Regions from separate parts of the Zea mays genome. Here region 2 is linked to region 1. Evidence: chromatin contacts called from public Hi-C data. All regions are on one chromosome and are shown on one strand. Each heading gives the region's core, a stretch centred on a gene start, on an enhancer-like site or on the middle of the called end of the contact. The rest is flanking DNA. Distances are from core to core; before and after follow the strand shown. Region 1 holds the start of LOC100381809 (Pyridoxine/pyridoxamine 5'-phosphate oxidase 1 chloroplastic). Region 2 holds the start of LOC100284706 (AT hook-containing MAR binding 1-like protein).

Region 1 (3,335 bases), core at 407-2,906:
CCCTTCTTCCTAATCTCACCTTTCACGGCTTCTGGGGAACAATCACTTGCTATTACTGACTCACATGTCCACTCCTCATATGTGAGATATTGAGGTTGATATATATGTTGTTCGTTTTCATGTAATTGTTGTAAACTAATATTTATCGAATAATTTGTACATCGTCGTAACGTATGGACACTCAACTAGTGTATTTATAATATTGCTTGCTTATGTAACGGTGATCAAGTTTATTATGTCTTGGTTTTTTCTTTTGTTCTACGTCATCAACCTCAACTACGTGTCCTTTGAAGCGTCATTATATCCGTGGTATCTGATACCCGCCAGATACCGACGGGTGTACAAAATCTTACCTACGGTGTAATCGTGACTCGTGACTAGGGATGAAAACGGTTTCGAAATTTTTCGGTTTTCCGAAAACCGTTTTCGATTTTTAGCCGACCGAATTCAGAGGTAACGGTATTTTCGAAAACGGTATCGGTTGTCGGAATTTTATATCGGAATCGGTATCGAAACCGGTTTGGCATTTTACCGACTGTTTCCTCCGGTTACCGAATTTAACCGGAATTTACCAAATATATAATTCGGAATTTTCCGAAATTTAAAATTAAAAACAAGATAAGCGGGCAAAGCCCACATTTTCACTCTGGCCCAAGCCGTCGGTCTCGTGCCGGTCTGAACTTTGGTTATTACCTGCGGTAGGGTATCTATTTATATAGAAGAATTTGTGCACCGTGCAGTTTACTAAGCGAGGTGGGACTAAGCTGACGCAACGCTCCCTAGTGCCGCTCTGCTACATTGCGCTAATGGGCTGCAAGGTTCGCTAATGGGCTGCAAGGTGGACGTTGCGTGCGCGGTGCGTTTAGATGGCCGGAGCAACGTGCGTGCGTTTATATATATATATATATTATATGTCTCTATATATATTGTATTTGTTTTTAAAGTCGAGCTGTTTGAGTTGACATTTTTTAACATAATTAGAGCACAAAAAGGTTGAACTTTTGATCTTTGTAAATTGTGAACTTTTGGTCTTTGTTGTATTGTGAGCTTGTTATGTTATATGTTTACCGATCGTATTTTAGATTTCGATCGTTACCGGTGTATTTTCCGTACCGAACTTTCGTTTCCGAAGTTTCCGAAATACCGATATCGTTTCCGTTTTCGGAGTTACCGTTTTCGATTTCATTTCCGATAAAAAATATGAAAATGATAATGGTTTTAGTGTTTACCGACCGTTTCCGACCGTTTTCATCCCTACTCATGACTAAGACCAACTCCAGCAACGCTCCCCATCCCACTCCGCATCCGCATTTTGCACGGTTTGAGGCACTATTGCGCTCTCCAGCAGGCTCCGCATCCCTCTCCGCAAAATAGACGCCGTGTCCCTGCACTCCCCATTTCCACGCTTTCTCTCTCCTCTCCGCAGCTCTCTGCGTGCGCGCGCGCCTGCTGGCGGGCCCCAGGTGTCATAGACTGCATGCGGAGTGGGATGGGGAGTGTTGCTGGAAACGGAGACGGATACGGAGAGGAGAGAGAATCTGTTGGCCGCGCGTTTTAGGGATACGGAGAGGGAGTCTGCTGGAGTTGGTCTAAGAGCGTGATCCATTGCCATCCTAGCTGTTGCACTGTGCCTGTGCCTGTGCCTGTGCCTGTGCCTAGTGGCATCTGGCATGTGAACCAGTTGAGCCAGTCCGCCGAGGCAGCGCCGCAGCGGTCCCGGACCAGAGGATGCTGGCCGCCGTCGCGTCCAGAACCCGCAACAAATCGGCCACCACCGTCCTCTCCCTTGCTATGCCATTCCTCCTCTCCGCCGCCAGCGCCAGCACCACCACCAACCCTCATCCTCTCTCCCCGTTCCCTCGCAGCCAGAACAATAGCCGCGTCCACCGCCTGCAACTTCCGGCACGCCGCCTCCCCAGCTTCCCCGCGGTTGCTCCGGGCGCTTCCTTTGCTCCCCTCCCGCAGAGGCTAGGCATGGCGTCGCTGGCGGCGTCAGCGGCCGCCGCGGCGGAGGTGACGCACCTCACGCAGCGCGACGCGGCGGAGATCGACGAGCAGCTCATGGGCCCGCTCGGGTTCAGCGTCGACCAGCTCATGGTCAGGGGATTCCCACCTCCCAGTTGCTGTTTTCCGGGTTTTTTTTGCTGGTGGCTGATCATCAAATTGTTGTGCTTTTAGGAACTTGCTGGATTGAGCGTTGCGGCAGCCCTTGCGGAGGTAAGGCCATCGGGCACTGCGTGCTGCTCTCCAACTGAATTTGCAATGTTTTATTAGTTTCTTCTGTTTAATGTGCCTCAACCTCAGCAAATCAGGAGATTTGGCAAACGGACCAAAAATATCCATGTCCATTTACCATTTTTAATGTTAGTGATCCTGGTTCCTCGATTATGAGGTTTAGTTTGGAAATCAGGCTTCTGTAGGTTTTGCAAATTGTATCGTATACATGCTGTCACTTGTTTGGTACTCTCCTGCCTGACTTGATCAAGTAGAAGGTAGTTATTTTAGGGGCAGGCTCGTATCAAGGATCCTAAATCTATTCTATGATTGAAATTGAATATAGTAGCTGTTTTTTTTGCGAATGTATTAGTGATGTTGCATAGTTGATGTGTGCTACTCTGCAAGTCATAAAATTTCACAATTAAATTTTACACAAAATTATCAGGATTTGAGTTTAGATATAGATTTGTTTTGCTCTTGTTGAGTGAAATTGGAACTAGCATTTCTTGTTAAGTGATTCGAGATACCTTCTGATGATACCTAAAAGTGCATAAAAGAACTACTTACTGTGTCTGCTTAGATGCGATTTAAGAACTTCCACTAAGTAGTATGAATGGAGGGAAAACCATACAATGTGCTGTATATGTTCTGTAGGACCTCATATTCTGTGCTTACATATATTAGTTTTAGTTTCCCTTCTTAAATCTATCTTTCTTTAAAAATATAAGTTTTGTGCCTGCTCACTTGCTGTTTTCTGCAAATGTTCATAATCAACACAGGTTTACAAGTTGAATGAACATGCAAGGGTACTTGTTATCTGTGGCCCAGGAAATAATGGTGGTGATGGTCTGGTAGCTGCTCGTCATCTTTATCACTTTGGATATAGGCCATCTATTTGCTACCCAAAACGCACACCCAAACCTCTATATTCTGGTCTCGTTACTCAGGTAAACCATCATGCCTCCCTCACTTCTTGGTATGCTGTATGGTTCTCTTTTTCCAATATAACATGAACCCTTCGTGTTTTTTAGCTTGAATCACTGTCGATCCCATTCATACCTGTCGAAGACCTACCTAACGAATTACCACGGGAGTTTGATGTTATTGTTGATGCAATG
Region 2 (3,293 bases), core at 713-3,212, 210 kb before region 1:
ATTACACTGATTTTTCAAAGATAACCATATGGGTGTTCTTAGGGCTTTTTGCAATTAAGTCCAAATTGTTCCACACTACTTGAGAATCCTCCAATGTAAAAGTTGTTTGGTTTTTGATGTTCTACCACTTTGATATATACACTTTGGTCCAAAAGTGCCTAGAATTTAAAATCACCATATAGGCACAAATTAGGGTTTCTAGGGTTCCATTTAGGGTTTTGGGTGCTTTAGGGTTTTTGTGCCACTCAAATCCATCAAACTTAATCTCTTGCGAACATTTCCAATAACCTTTGAGGTAATACTCATTTTGGCCTCACATTCACCCTTATACCCCAAACCCAGGGTTAAGTACCCTACTCTAGGGTTAAGTAGCACTTCAAGACATCACATCACATTTGTTTTGAAGTTTTAGCCTAGTGGATGCATTCTAGGTGTAACAAACATAATGACATGTCAATGCATATGATGCCATGCTCAAGTTACCAGGGGTGTTGCATACATCGTTTATGGTTTAGGGCCATCACTCTAAGTAGTTGAGTTAAGGATTATTTTAACAAGGACCTCCATTTTTTTAAGCTCAACATTAAACCCTATTTTTCTTTTATATGTTTTATAGGAAACATGCTAAGATTAATCACGGTGAAATAAAAAGAAGTTAAACCATAAACGAGCCCATAGACATGAAATAAAAAATACATATATCAGCGCCGATGGGCATGGCTATCCCGCATGGTAAAGTAAGGGGGCCTACCGTGCATGTTTCGTTAGGCTCCCATCCTGCAACCGCCCTCTCCAACCCATTTGTGTGGTTCAACTACTCGAGAGCCTTTTCCAGAGCTCTCTGCGCACACGATCCAGTGCGTGCACTGGTGCGCCAGTTGACAACCCACTTCTTGAATCTTCTATCTTCTTATCTTGGGCTTGTATGGTCTTATGTCTTGGACTTACACTGAATATTTGTAGTTCTTCTTAGAGTGTTTTCAAGTCTTCTTCTGAGGTGTTGCATTCTTAGAGCCTAAGTCCAATTCACTTCGCATCCTGTGAGCTACAAAACACAAACACTTCGATAACATTAGTTCACTGGTTATGTTGTTCATCAAACACCAAAATCAATTAGTTAAATGGACCGGGGTCCATTTTCCTTATAGGCGTGTTTGACATAGCTCTGCTCCACTTCAGAGCAGCTCTACTCTGAAACTCTGGGTGGAGCAGCTCTGCTCAGGAGTCTAGATTATTTTCTCATAACAGTGGCAGTGGCAGGTAAATACCTTCAAACTCCATGTCTTGATAGTTTTTAAGGATTTTAGAGCAGCAAAAGTGGTACTCAAAAAATTGTACTACAACTCCCAAAACTTCTTAGAGTTTGTAACTCTGTAGTTGATGTGTTTGGCCAGCTCTGCCCAACTCTTCCTTAAAGTTTTACTCTAGAGCCATGTCAAACACCCTCTAAATTGAGGCAGTTTTAAGTAATTTCATCTGATATTGATCTATTTTAAGTCATTTCATATTATTTAAGTCATTATATATTATTTTAAGTCAGTATATACTAAGTCATTCCATCTTATTTTTAGCTATTTTATCTTATTCAATCCTTTAATTAGTTTTCAATTGATTTTAAATCGTTTCATATATATATTTTAGATATTTCATCTACTAAGCCTGGTTAAAACAACTGAAATAAGAATGCAACATCTTAAATAAAAACCAATTTGAAAACTCAAATTCTCTTAACAATTAGAGGAGATTGAGAGTTAAGCCATCTAGGCCAGACACAGGGCTAGCATGCGCATGGTGGCGAACTGGCGATCGCTGTGCTCTGTGACTGTCTCTGGCCAGGCCAAACCTGCGGACCATGGGCCGTTCCATAGGCCTCAGGCCATATCCCCATGACCCCATCCATACTGCCGCCGCACTAAAATTGGTACAGTAGCATCCTTCCGGCGGGCGCTTCCTTTCGTTTCGTCTCTCGATTTTGGGGGTTTTGGCAACACCCCCCGAAACGGCAGCAAACCCGCACGCACCCTGTGGAGAATGGAGATGGCCCACCCCGGCGCCTCCGCGTCCGCCGGCGTTGCCGACATCACCGGCGAGGTAGCGTTCTGGACCGCGTGCCCGCACTGCTGCTACGTGCACTCATTCCCGCGTCTCTACCTTGGGCGCCGCCTCCGCTGCCCGACATCGGCCTGCCGCCGCGCCTTCGTCGCCGCTGAGCTCCCTGCGCCGCCGCCTATCGTCCCTGGCTCTGACATGTACTTCTGCACCTGGGCATTCTTTCCACTAGGCCCGCCCGTAACCGCCGAGAGTTGGGTGCCCTTCACTACATTCCACCCCTTCAATCCTCCGCCGTCACCCTCCCCCGCCCCAAACCCCGTCGCCACATCCGCCGACACGCCATCCATCGCAGGCCCTACTTCCAGGAGGAAGATGGGCGTATGTTTCAAGGGTAGGGCACGGGCTGAGGCGGAGGAGGAAGAGGTTGCAGCCGCCATCGATCTCGAAGTCGAGGCCGAGGCGGGTGTGCTCGGGGAGCAATGGGACAGCGGCATCGCCATCAACGAGACGGTGGACCTCAGCGAGTTGGGCTTCCGCGTCGACGAGATGGGAGTGCTCCACGATTTGCCCTGACCGATCAAGGGTTGATGAAGGGAAGGTTGTGCCTTTTGATCGCAATCTTGCTCTTGTTAATTCTGCCTACATAGTAACAGCTCAACTGGGTCGATGGTTGGTTGGGAAACTGAGAACTGCGCTATCAAACAGGTGTGCTTTTGTGTATGCTTAGTTTAGTATCAGATGCAAATGTAGAGCTTTTGGTGCTTCAAAGTCGTTGAATTTTGTGATCAAACGTCATGGGGATGGTTATGGAGAATGTGGCTCCTTTTTGTGTGGAATTGGACGTGCACAGTGGGTCCATGTTCATACCTTGCTATGAACTTATGAAAGAGTTTGTTTAATGCTGCCTTAATCTATGTTAAATACTATTTTTATTCTGTGCCTGGTTTCGTTGACGGTATTGTTATCTTGAGTTTGATACCTCTTTTGACTACTGTTGGTTTTGCTGAAAAGGAAATGTGAAGTAATGAAGCTTTGTACTGCTCAAGTGTCTTGTATATGGATTTTTTGTGTGAAGATTCTACGAGGTTGGGCAACAATTTTCTTCAATGGGGAGGGGTTGCTGCTGAGGACTATTTATTTGGCTTCTGTTTAATCAGAACGAAATGCTTAAGGTATTTGGCACCATTTTATTTTCATGTTCTCTATGCTTTCACCTTGAAAGTTAGGTTACCACCTCATGA

The links. A called contact is a pair of places that touch in the nucleus more often than the background predicts.
Region 2: a Hi-C map of ear shows a contact between it and region 1, with 2.7 times the contacts expected there. The contact joins the promoter of LOC100284706 here to the promoter of LOC100381809 in region 1. A contact is called at or near these places in 3 of 25 Hi-C or Micro-C datasets (ear, endosperm and tassel).

What each region holds. Positions count from the first base shown.
Region 1 is chr1:143,588,602-143,591,936 of Zm-B73-REFERENCE-NAM-5.0, reverse strand. LOC100381809 (Pyridoxine/pyridoxamine 5'-phosphate oxidase 1 chloroplastic) reads left to right here and starts at 1,656. Exons shown (of 13, transcript NM_001327881.1): 1 at 1,656-2,097; 2 at 2,179-2,217; 3 at 2,997-3,164; 4 at 3,249-3,335. The coding sequence starts at 1,729.
Region 2 is chr1:143,802,022-143,805,314 of Zm-B73-REFERENCE-NAM-5.0, reverse strand. It overlaps LOC100284706 (AT hook-containing MAR binding 1-like protein), which reads left to right and starts at 1,962. Exons shown (of 1, transcript NM_001157601.2): 1 at 1,962-2,962. The coding sequence starts at 2,032. The coding sequence ends at 2,625.